Linked DNA regions of Xenopus tropicalis: region 1 is linked to region 2. A link is a contact called in public Hi-C data. All regions are on one chromosome and are shown on one strand. Each heading gives the region's core, a stretch centred on a gene start, on an enhancer-like site or on the middle of the called end of the contact. The rest is flanking DNA. Distances are from core to core; before and after follow the strand shown.

The links. Hi-C and Micro-C count contacts between places; a contact is called where the count stands out from the background.
Region 1: a Hi-C map of gastrula embryo shows a contact between it and region 2, with 2.0 times the contacts expected there. The contact joins the enhancer-like site here to the promoter of hipk1 in region 2. A contact is called at or near these places in 3 of 5 Hi-C or Micro-C datasets (gastrula embryo, neurula embryo and tailbud embryo).

The regions. Positions count from the first base shown.
Region 1 is chr2:54,537,387-54,543,949 of UCB_Xtro_10.0, reverse strand. No RefSeq gene overlaps it. Among named protein-coding and RNA genes, the nearest start is that of hipk1, 40 kb to the right of the region's middle. Within about 2 kb of position 3,124, at least 4 of the 11 cell types and tissues checked have an H3K27ac peak or open chromatin away from gene starts, as enhancers often do. A contact at or near this core is called in gastrula embryo and neurula embryo, where this site is marked.
Region 2 is chr2:54,496,429-54,502,698 of UCB_Xtro_10.0, reverse strand. hipk1 (homeodomain interacting protein kinase 1) reads left to right here and starts at 1,787. Exons shown (of 15, transcript NM_001082416.1): 1 at 1,787-2,341.

The sequences.
Region 1 (6,563 bases), core at 1,875-4,374, 40 kb before region 2:
AATAATATTAATCACTTTCTCTTTAAGTCTACAATTCACTGCACACTGCACACTGTTCTTCAGCACAGCTACAATGTAATTTTGGGAAGAGTTCCCATTTAAATGTTGTGCAAGTGCCATATAAAACCACTTTGTAACACATAATGCATCACTTTCCTTTCACTGCACTGAGACAGCATTAGCTACTTATTACACTCAGCAACGTGCCATTGTCAATAGCCCCTTTGTGGTTAGTCCTCTTCAAATCTATGGCGTGCAGCTGTGAATCCCACTTCCCTGGGTCTCATTTGTACAAGGGATGCCAGCATTTTCATGCAAATTATATATGGAAATGAAGGAGCTGGTAGCTTGTAAAGTTCATATTACAATCTGTGGCGTTTGCTTGCTTGTATGGTACAAAGAAACATTTCTGTCACTGGGATCTTCTCACAGGACAAAGAATAAAACGAAACGTACCATTAAAGTCTAGTAATCGTTAAATACACAATATATTTCTATCAGGCACAAACATGCTGTCACCGTGTTACATGAATTGTAAGTTGTAATCGTAGGCTTGTTACACAGGGCATTTGAAAAGAAAGTTCATACAGAAGAAAAGACTATGTACATGAAGGATGTCCCCATTTTTCCCATGGGGATAAAGCTTTTCCTTCCCATGGGGATCAAGCTTGCACCCAACCTTCCAACACAGGTTGAGGGTAGGGAGAACCTGGGGGAACATAATTTGTAAGTGTCTACTACACACAATATAAGAGCAGAAAGAGGGTCAGATAGAACACCCAACCATCACAATAGGTCTGTGTTATTTTTGTATTTAGTTTGACTTGTATAAAGTTATTAAAATTATTTAAGTTATAAAATAAAGTTATAAAAAAAAATAAAAAATATATATATATATAAAGTTATAAAATAAGGTTATAAAATATTAATAAGGTAAGAAACCTGTTTAAAGTAACTGAAAATACAGTTTTTATATAAGTTGCTTTCTTTTTTATTTGCATTTGGTATCCTTCTTTCACCCCAAATGCCAGTGCTCATCCATTCAATAGGTGCATAGAGGACATTTGTGGTGCTTAGTACTTAGCTACAGACTAGTGGTAGACTAATGGGGGATGTTCCTTTGCATTACAATGGACAGTGTTGATCCTAGTTTGTGTTTCCTTTATAAATTTGCTGTAGACTAATTCCCTTGCAGTTGGTTTCATATTTGCTAATCCTAAAGCCTGTACTGCAAGAGTGAACCCCAATATGGCAGAGCTACCATTGGTCTGTATTCAGAAATAACCTAAGCTCTGTGAATTTTATGTAAAAGAGGCTGAACAGGATACAGTTATATTGCTGATATTGCTCTATTCTTTATTCTCACAAACCTGGGTGGTTAAATTGGCCAAAGATCAGCTCTTTTAATAACCTTACCAGATGAGCGAATGTTTTTGTTAATTTTAGATTTTGTGCAAAAACAAAAAGCCTTTCTATAAGCTATGGGTGAGAAATAGTGTGGAAATATAGTGAAGTAAAATGTATTTGTGAAAACACAGCCTACTTGCTGACTACCACAATTATACATTCATTGTGCAACAAAAATACTACAGTAAAGCATTTCCCTTGTGTATAAAAACTAGGGATGCACCAAATCCACTTTTTTGGATTCGGCTGAACCCCTGAACCCTATGTAAAGGATTTGCCTGTATACCAAACCAAACCGAATCTGAATCATAATCAGCATATGCTAATCGGGCATTGGAAGGGTTAAATTTTCAACCTCTGTGTTTACATGACAAAAAGTCACGTGAGTTTTCGGATTTGGTTGGTCAGGTGTGGGATTCGGCCAAATCCTGCCGAAAAAGGTGCATCCCTAATAAAAACAGGTTTCCAAAATGCTTAAGGTAAGAGGCTAACGCGTACAGCCATACCACAAAATGTAAAGTGTGTATATATGTCAACAAAAAAGAACTGCGGGCTCTTGTGCTTATGGCCACACAGTTGCACTCATTAGTTAGAAAATCACTTGTGGATAAGGACAAGCAGCCTTTAATGGCTTATTTAATACCAGGTACAGATTGCAGGCTAATGGAATGGGTGTGGAAAGGGGCACTCAAACTCCCTTGTCAACTCTGCGTACACAGAGATGGACTCAAGGGGAAGAAAAGTTTGGTGAATTGTGGGTGAATTTTTTTACAATTTAGTTTCTGGCACTTGCTATTTATATGGTGCAAGCCTACTAAGGCTATTGACACAGCTCAAGATGGCAACAGTAGTCCAGGGTTTGCCTTTGTCAACAGTTGCACTTGCGTGATTCATTGGCGCTTGCTGCAAATATGCACAAGTGCAGGGTACCTTTGATGAATTGCATCAATATAAGCAATTATTGCATTAATTATAATCAACAAAACTTTGGAGCAGATTTATCAAAATGTGAGTTTAGAGCTTAATACATAAAAACTTCCCCACATTCTATTCATTCCTATGGGATTTTTAGAAGCACATTTATAAATGTTTGGAGTTCACCAAATAATAAATACGCTTCTTAAAATCTCAGAGGAATGAACAGAACATTAAGGTGCAACTGCCATAGGTGCATCTCAGTAGTGCCAAGCACCATGTGACCACAATGACGTTGAAAACTAGGAAAAAAACAATGCACTGTGGAAAAAAATATGGAGATTGCACTCAAAATTGCACTTTGCTTAGTTACTGTACTTTCTAGTTAATATTCCATACACAGCAATCATCTTAGCTGCACCCCACTTCCTTCAGTATTTAAGGAAAATCATAGGCCAGTTGATTGTCCAGTACAACCCTAGAATTGCTGTCAGCCTGGACCTGCCGGAAATTCCAGAGCTGCCGTATTAGGCTGTGTCACACTGCAACACTGCAGATGCCATTCAACCACAAATTCAGGGGGAATAACAATACTGCAACTTGCACTCTCTTTACCAAAATGGACCATCATTTATGTCCATATTGGTGCGCTGCGGGCATGTTGCAGTAGATGTAACTTGGCTTGCCCCAGTAATTATAATAGAATTTTGGGGGCTAACATGGCAATTTGCATCTGAATGGTGCACTGAAGTAAACAAGCCCTAGGGCCTGCATTTTTTTCCAGTTTGTATCTAGAGGATTGTGTAGCACTGCCAGAACTACAATTTTACTTACAAGGTACATGGCTATAGGGCTATGGCACATAGTGACCACTGTTTTGTACCATACGGCCGTAGCAAACACTTTTTTTTTTTTCAGACAGCACCAAAATACATAAGCAAGGTCTGTTTTCCCCTGCTTTGTGTGCATTGAATTCCCACTTATATACCAAGCTATCAGTGATAGTGACACGTGGACAGATCACATTGATATGGCAGTCAAAAGGCCCAGATACCATTGCCTTTAAAGTTATATGTTTTAGTTAATTTAGTTTAAGACAAAGTTGAAACTTTAGTTTATTTTGAGTTGCTCCGTGGAGACTACACAGCACTAGCCATTATGATTTAATAGCCCATGCTGATTATTCTCAACCAAATGTCTATGTTACTGTGTTCTCTTTATTGCTCATAGGCATTTGACATTTTAATGAAATGCTACCAAGCTGCAAGCTTTCCTGTAACTGCTTGTGTGCCATGAAACTAAGGGAGAGGTTGCCCTTTAGTATATATAATGCACCATGTTATGTGTGTATGTGCGTACATATATGGGCTTGTATAGCAGACTCCTCATGCCATTTATTAGTATACATTTTGTTTTGTCTTTTTTTTAATATAGATGACTTTGCCTGCTATCTAATTCAAAGGGTTGTTAAACAATAGTAATAATGAAGTTTACACGTGGAAAGATGCTGCCTGTTTGCAGATAAAGGCCCATACAATGTGCAGATTGCAATCTTGTCCTGCTGCCTCAGGGCACCGCTAAATACACAGGAACCTGGCCAGACTTTCTTCTTTCACATTCAGTGCGGTTATCAACAAGTCAATCAAACATCTGCATTCACAACCCGTCTCTCACCATCCCCAGACCTTCAGCAAGTGTCCCCGTATAATTATACACTGAATCATAGAAGAAAAACGTTTCTGAATGGGATTATTACAATTAATCAAATTGGCAAGCTTTTTTAATGAATGGGACAAATTATCCACAAAACACTATATAAAGTTAAATGCCATAAAATGTCATCATTTGTATAATTTCATCATTTGTATAGCATGTTTTAATTGAAAAATTATGAGGCTAACAGACCAGAGAGCTAATACAGTACAAGACTATCAGCCTACTGAAACACAAGCACTGTATAAATATAGTAATGAAATGTGATATCTTTAGAAGTAGCAGTGCAGCTTCCACTGCACAAAAATCCACTGCCAAAAAGATCCAACAAAATCTACAAGGGTAGTCAAAACAGACTTAGAAGACACTAAACAATAGAAGGTACTAGCCCTGTAGGCCAATGACAGAAGAATAAAACCTTTCACCAAACAAATGTTTTGTACTATTATTATTATTATTAACATTTATTTATTAAGCGCTCTGTACTAGGGGCCCTTTCATAAGGCAAGGTGAGAAAATCCCCTGGTAATTTAAGAGCACAGTTCAACAGTGAATTCTGTTTTTTCTCTTTTGTTCTAGGAGAGCACAACTGCATTCTCTAGATTAGCAATTCCACCCTTTTTACCCCCAACTAAGCGCAGGAGAAGTAAGCATGGGGTCAAGCATGGGGTCTTTCCTTGGGTGCCAAAAGCCTAGAAAAACAAATAAACATACACATATTCATGCAAAACATCCAATGCAGGTACATATCACAAAAACCAAAGAATGTATGATAAAAGCCCAGGAGGGCAATAAAAGCTAAAAATTCCAAAACAGTTCTAAACGTTTTGTCACACTAACAGACCCTCTTCAGACCCGGACTGGCAATATGTGGATTGTGCCAAATACCAGATGGGCTATTGTAAGATGCCATAGACAGTCACTAGTTATGTTTGGGACTCTGTGTACTCGAAAAGCCAGGGTCTATTTTGAATCCCAGTCCAGACCTGACCCTTTTTATCATGATTGATAAGGATGGTAAGTCCCTGTTCCCATTTATATAACTTGTCCAGCAGCGGGGATCTGCTTTCTTTAGTGGCCTTGCCAGGCAAGCAGGTGGACATCAGCTATGTGTGGGATGTGGAATGTCAATCAGCCACTTAATGTAGATGACACCAGTCACCAGTCAGTACCTCACATAAAGTGAAACCCTATCAGGTGTGTAACTGAATATTTAACTGACTTATGAATAGACACATTCATGAAATATGAATAGAAACATAATTACGAATGATAAAGTAAGTTCACTATGAGGGGAATACAGCTGGGACTGCTGTAGTGTGTTTGGCAAATTTTAAGCTCATCGACCCAAACAGGCTTATATCTGCCCGGGTTTGGCCACCTTAGAGCAGGCAGATGTAACAGATTTATCTCCACTCCCTTTGTGTTTCCAGCACACTGCTTGCCTAGGTTGGTTACTTAGAAAAGGCAATGATAAAATGGACACAACTGACACAACCAATAGCATTTTTGTCCCGTAAACTGAGGTATTTGGGGTCTCAACCCCTCGCAAGCACGGTATTTCAAACAGATGTGTTCCATAAGCTTAAAGGATATTTAATCCCCCAACAAAAAAATTTAATCAGTGAACAGCTTCTTTGAAATCTTTAAATACCTGCCACTCCTGTTGTTCAAAGGTTAATAGAAAGGCTGCTGCATCCCCTTAATCATGTGGGATTCGTTCTCCTCCAGTAACCTATTCTCCCCTCCCTCAGGAATTTACTTTAACTGTTGGCTACTAAGCATGCTCAGTTCTTCTCAACTTAGATTACCAAACATACCCTTCAGTCTAGCAGCCAATGAAGAGATAGCACTGCTGGTTTCCAATAGAAACTCTGCTATAGCTGAGCAGTCTGCTTGAGAAACATGTTTTTCTCCTAACCTCCTATCCTGAGCTCAGCTTAGCCATTACAGTGCTCAATCCAAGCAGGACTTTTTTTTATCAAAGTAAGCTTTGCCTGTGTAAGCCTGCATTGTTCATTGTATGAACTGTACAGCGCACGTGTGCTGTTTGCAGATGTAAATGTCCCTGATTAAGTCAGCTGCTATTTGGTTTAGGAAAATGTGACCGTGCTGGGGATATATGGAGGAGATATATGGAGTATAAACAATATGGCTCAGGTGGGGGAAATATGCCCAATTTAAATACATGGTAGGAAAATGTAGGGTTTGCATGTCCTTTATTAAAAGATTCTAGAATTCACAAGAAAATTTGTTTAATACCATACCCGCATTAATGGTGGTAGCACCTCAAAAAGACAAATGGTTGGTGAGACAGGAAAACCTATTATGACTACACATGTACCAGAACTGAGGTGAAAACAGTTCCTGTCCTCACAGGTATGAACAATGAAGGGACTGGTTAATCTCAGTACTGATACCATTTAAAACCTACACAAAGGTAAGCAGTCACAGCAGCCAGACAGATAGGGGCCACACAGTGCATATTGGACAAACAGCACTGACTATTTAAAGATTTTAGGGCTGAT
Region 2 (6,270 bases), core at 538-3,037:
TATGTAACTATGTAACTATGTAAAGTCAATGGAAAAATTGGGGGTTCGGAGCGGCGCCACAAAAAGACAGGGGGCGGGATCGCTTAGAAAAGCACAAGCAACCTGCTCCGCTATAGGGTGAAGATGTGTGGGGAGTTGGGGTGTTGTACCCCTAAAACTGTAGTAGGAGTAGCGTTTAGAAAATGGGGGGCGCTAAGAATAAGAATAAAGGTGGCCATACACGCACCGATATTAACGTACGAAACCTCGTTTCGTACGATAATCGGTGCGTGTATGGCATGTCGGCGAGTCGACCGATATCGCAGGAAGCTGCTGATATCGGACGACTCGCCGATCGGACCAGTTTGAAAATTTTGATCGGGTGCCAAAGAAGGCGCCTGACCAAAATTCTCCCTTCAGAGCTGAATCGGCAGAAGGAGGTAGAAATCCTATTGTTTCTACCTCCTTACCTGCCGATTCAGCCCTGAATGGTGTGTGGCAGATCTTACGATGTTTTGTGAGACCGATGGTCGTACGAAACATCGTCAGATCGCCACGTGTATGGCCACCTTAAGAAGAAGTGGAAGAATAAGCTAAAGTCGAAGAACAGTCTGTGGGGTTTTCAATCCAACATAATTACCAATTTTAGGACATTGGATAAAAAAAAAGACAAAAGCTCTGAAAAACACTAAAGGACACATTTTTAAGCCTGAAAGAAAGAAGGTTCTGAATTAAAGCAGACAGGTTTGTGAAGGGATTTCCACCAGTGACTTTAATTGTTGCCGGTGGAAAGCCTTTTCAGAGTGGTTACTCACCCACAATAGCAGAGATCTCTCTCTGGCAAGTAACTTCTCAGTGGGTTCTTACCCTTAGAGATAATCTACATAAGAGATTTTGTAGGGTGGTGCAGGATCAACAGATCACATCCTCCCAGTTAGAAATATTTGTGTGGGTCAAATCGGAAGTGTACACAACATGGAAGATTTGCGGACACATCTATTGGAAAGAAACACTGCACGCTGTGTTTACACCCAACAAGATGTGTAAGAGTTCTACATTTCCTGTCTTGCTAAAATCTACTCTTTCCTGTGGGCAATGCTTTATAACCTGAATGATTTGCCCTACACAGACGGGTGACAAAGGCCCACAAATACTCACTCCTTCATAGGTTAACCAAGTAGTCACCCTACTAGAATTTGAGTAGCTAGCATATGCGCTGCTGAGCTTTTTCAAGCAATAATGCAACTACACTGGCAGGGTCAAAGCCAGAATTGCCAACAGACTGGAATCTTACCTCACTGGCTGGTAAAATCTAGGCTCAATACCAACCTTAACAACAGCCAAAAAATAAAAAAAAGAGAAAACTATAGAAAAGCCAGTTATTTTATTACAGGAAAGGTGGCAACCCTAGTTGCTCCATTCTGTGGGGCCTCAGCATTAAAAAAACATTTCAATTGCTGCCCATTCCCTGCCCCATTTCTTGTTCGCCAATTCGCAACAGTAAAAAAGTAATAACAGCAGTTTAGTAGACCAGCACTATGAATGTTTATAGCCCTTTATTGACAGACACCCCCTTCCTCACTAACGCCTTTGGCCAGGTTTATTTCCATGTAAATGCGTCTTTTCAAGGAAACTAATTACACTATATTTGGTAAGGCCGCATCACGTGTACATGTGATATTTAAATAAGTAAAAGAAATTAAAGTACGCATGAGGATAACTAACGCGTTTAAACACGCCCCCTAAACTATGTGCGTCACGCTTAAACTCCGCCCTTTTCAAGCTCTTTCCCTAAATGACGTCTAAAGGAAAGTTCCATTGCTAAATGAAGTCGCGGCCGAATCGATTGGTTACGCCTGCGTGGGCTATTCACGCTTCCATTTGTTGGGTCTGAGTGGCTGTCGGCCGTGTAAGGTTTAGGGCTCCTCTGTTACTCCTAGACTAAACCCTTAAACCTTTTCTACCCCCTCTTCACCCCCGGTTACCGCTCCAACTGGTCCGGCGTTGTGTCTCTCCGTTTCTACCCAAGAAAGCTGAAATCGCCGGGCCCTGGTGACGGAGACCGGGGGAGGAGAGGGAGCGGGCGTCACGTTCCCTACAAAGCCAGACATACAGACTGGGCCTGTGAGGAGTCGGGGAAGGAACCACAGCGCGGAAGAGGAGTGCCCTTGTTCGAGGGGAGACTCGACGGCAACAAGACGGAAGTATTTGTCTGCCCCAGACTGGGGACGGTGCTGCCTGAAGGTGGGGAGCAGAAAAAGCAGGTTTCCTCCCCGGGGTTTGATGATGAACCCGCGGTGGGGATCCGGCACGTCCCAAACAGCTCCTCTCACCAGCGGCTAATCTTCCCAACACACCAGCGGTGAGTACCTGGGTGAGTAGGGCCGGCGGCTTGGCTTTGTGCATATATATATAGAATATTTACACATATATGCGCTGCTGCTGCTGTGAGACTGCCGGCGGGCTGTGTTCCTACCTAAACTTCTACCCTGCACGGAGACATGAAAATTGCTTTCTGTGAGATCGTCTACTGCTCGGCCGAGACCCTTGTATTTGGGATTTTATTTGAATGTGTTCTTGGAGTCTTTGAATTAAGGTCTTGAATTGTCAAAGTGCATCCTTAGCCAAAAGCTGATTTTTTTTATTTTTTTTTTACCTAATGAAAGAAAATATTGGTCTAATCCTTACCAATATCCATCTATTAAAACATGAGTTGCCTAAAAAGTTATTTGCAAATGTTCTCCCACCCGAAACTGCAGGAGAAGCCAGCTGATTAACAGGCCTGGGGGAGAACTGACTTCTCTGCTGTGGTGTTTAGAGTCAGACCCAGAGACCAAAAGAAAGGGATTAACTAAAGCTCATTCAGTAAAATGAATCTGAAAATAGCTTTAAAGGCATAGAAATTTGCTTAGAATTATACACTTTTCCATTATGGAAAAATAAAAAAAAAATAAGTTTTTAGGGGTTATTCCATTTGAACCAGGGAATTCCAGCTGTTGATCTGTAATTCCTAGCATTGCACGTCATGTTCATTTGCTGGTTTAATCCTGAGATGTCATGAGTCTTGGTTAGTAAGTGACTTGGCATTTTGCTACCAGTTTGTGCTCTAGCAATCTACAAGCTAACCATTAAATCAAGATCAAGGATTCACAGCAAGGTACTTTAAAGCTGATTAGAACTCTTTTTACTAACTTGATGTTTAAATTTTAGGCCTGCAGGCTGAAGGCCTGAATCAGAAAAATAAAGCCAAATTGTTTTTTTTTTTTTTTTTTTTTAAATGCGACTGACTTTGTGCTCAGTAGAGCTGGAGCCGCTTCTGTGAACTGTAGCCAGATAATGGTCTACAAGGTGTAGTGTAAACTAGATATACATTGAAAGATCTGCTTGTTTGGCGAGGCCACCACACGAGCAGATCTTTCTTCAAAATGCCCATGTTGAGGATCACAGAGATATCTGGACACATGTAAATATGTCCTCTGATGTTGCATTTCACAACCTTGGGTCCTCAGATGTTACTGAACTACAATTCCCAGCCATTGTTTACCATTATATGTTGAAGGGTGCTGTAAGCTGTAGTCCACCAACATCTGGGGATCCAATGTTAAGAAACAGGGCTGTAGGATATTTTGTAGCTAATGACTTTTGAAAGGGGGTGCATCTAATGTTCTGTGCAGAATTGACACACACAAGCAAGATCCCATTGGCTAATGGTTCATTTACAGAATCAGTAGAATTACTTGCAGTTTAGAGGTTGTGGATATTTTGCACCCAAAGCATTAGCTGTCCTTTGCTGTATTCTTCATTGCTCACCTGATAATAGAAACAGTGTAGCAAAAATCCACTCTTTTAGCCAAGTCTCTTGGTTCCCACAATGCCATGCATGCTTCAGATACAGTCCTGTTTATCAGGTTTGTTAATCACAGAACATGGAAGGTATTGCAGTAATTGCAACTCAAAAGCACAACCTCAGCTTTCAATTAAAAAAAAAAAAAAAGGTCTTGCCTGGAAGAGACCTGACTAGTGTTACAATGTAGAGAGCAGTCAGAGCAAACAGGAAAGAACAGCAAGGGATTTCTTTCAATAGCAAATGGCCTAAGAGCACCTAGTGCACTTTTTGGTATACAGTTGTCATTTGGAAACTGAAGTCTATTCATGTGATAATCGCATATCAAGAAAATGAATATACCAGATGTATTCAAGTGTTTGTCTTTTAGGTAAATGCGAATAGCTTTGAGAGTTGTCTGGCAAGGTATTTGCTGTGCTAAAATGTGGCAATAGAACCAACCCAAACTCCCTCAGTTTATTCTTTCTGGAAATGATGCTTTAATTTTGGGTGATAGTGTCCCACTAGCAGCTGTAATAAATTCTAGGTTATTTCTTTGCACATAGTCTTATCAGTTACTGCTAGATGGTAACATATACTTACTATTGCCCACTTCATACTGAACTTTTATACCTTAGCTATACTGGTCCCGAATGGGACTCCCAGTAACACATTATGCCTTTGGCACATACAGTGACCTGACTTCTTTTTGGAAAACCACAAGTAGAATGACTAGGCTGGAGGAAAGTAGATTCTTGTCGGTAAATAAACTCCTATGCGAGAAAAGAGAAAATATTTAAGTTAAATTTTTCTGCATGCAATACTGTTTTCATGCTAATAAGCTTCAACATAATGTGCAGTGAGCTGCACTGGCAACAAAATTCCTTTTGTGTAGAATCCAACTGTGTTCCACATCAATTTTTCCTTAACCTTCCAATTACAGTAGCCACCCTATGTTTGTGTCCATGAGGCTTTTATAATTCCCTGGCAAATGGTTACATTTCCTTATGGCAAGGCCAAGCATTACTGTCTTCAGGTTGCTTTTGTAGCAGGTTCTACATTTGTCAGTTTCTGGCATTCAAAGCAAGTTTATTGCATAGAGCTATTTGTTTTTGTAGTTCAAAGCCATATTCATTCATTTAGCAACTTGATGGTAAATGCAAAGAAGTCATGTGTTGCTGTTTTTGTGGCAGCAAGTCCAATGGTAGCAAAGTCCTAAGCAGATTAGGTGGCAAAGAGCGCATTAATCAGGTCTGTGAAAACACTTGGGGGACTTCCTTTGTTACTGAAAGAGGATCAGGGTGTGCCAGTTGTGTGCATATATATAAATGTGTATGTATTCATGCATTTATAGATGCAGTAAAGGGCTGATAAAAGGCTCTGTGCAGAGGCTGGATAAATTCACTGTTAACAGGAATTCACTTCTGAAACTTAAGTATCTTTATTCATAACACACTTGAAAGTACCTCCTGCAGTGGTTTCAGGTGAATTCCAGTTCATTTTTTGTTAGCTTCGTTTCCTATGGCCCAAACAGGTAAAGGCAGGCTCCTACAACTCCTGCAGTGCTAAGTAAATTAAATATAACTATTATATTTAAAATTGCTTGACGCTGCAGGAGTTGTAGGAGCCTACCTTCACCTGTGTGTTTTGGGCCATAGGGAATGAAAGCTGATATTTTTCTCATTGTTCGTGATGTGGAAATTCCAGAAAAGAACAAAATCTCATTGCAATGAATCATGTGCCTAAAAGGAAAATCTTACTTTTCTTTGAACTAGTTTTTCTTTTTAAACTTTATATTCTGTAATGCACAGAGAGCATAAATTTGTCTGTATCTATAGTGATTATAGTAAAAAATATACTTAGGTGAGTATAATAGTCACATTTTCCTAAAAGTTAGCTGTATGCATTCTTTGATTTACCTTAATACACGGGCTGATTGTAGCTGCCGATATCGGACCCTTAGACCGATTCGGCAGCTTATTGACCTGTGTAGGAGCAGCAACAAGGTGCATGCCCGACTGATATCTCGCCTGAAATCGGGCAGATATCGATGGGGCAGGTTAAAAAGGTTAAAAAATTGTCGGATCGGGGATGATGCAGTCACCGAACTGACTGCTCCCTTTAGTGCCGCTATAATTAGATTGTTTGACCCAGGGCCAAACGACCGAATTAGCCTACATTTGCCCGATATCGCCCACCCGTAGGTGGGGATATTGGGAGAAGATCCAATCGCTTGGCAACCTCACCAAGCGAGCGGATCTTAAAGTGTATGGCCATGGCTGAACTTCCTTAGCCCTTCGTACTAAACACTTTGGGCAAGGGCACACGGTGCATATATCCACTTCTCTCAGCCCTGTGTTTTTCAGTCAGAAGTGGATCTGCTTGCCTATGCTACACCGTGTGCCTGAGTACAGTAACTGCCTGAGTGCAGTCTGCTTTAGCATTTTTCAGGCTGACCTCCGATCCAC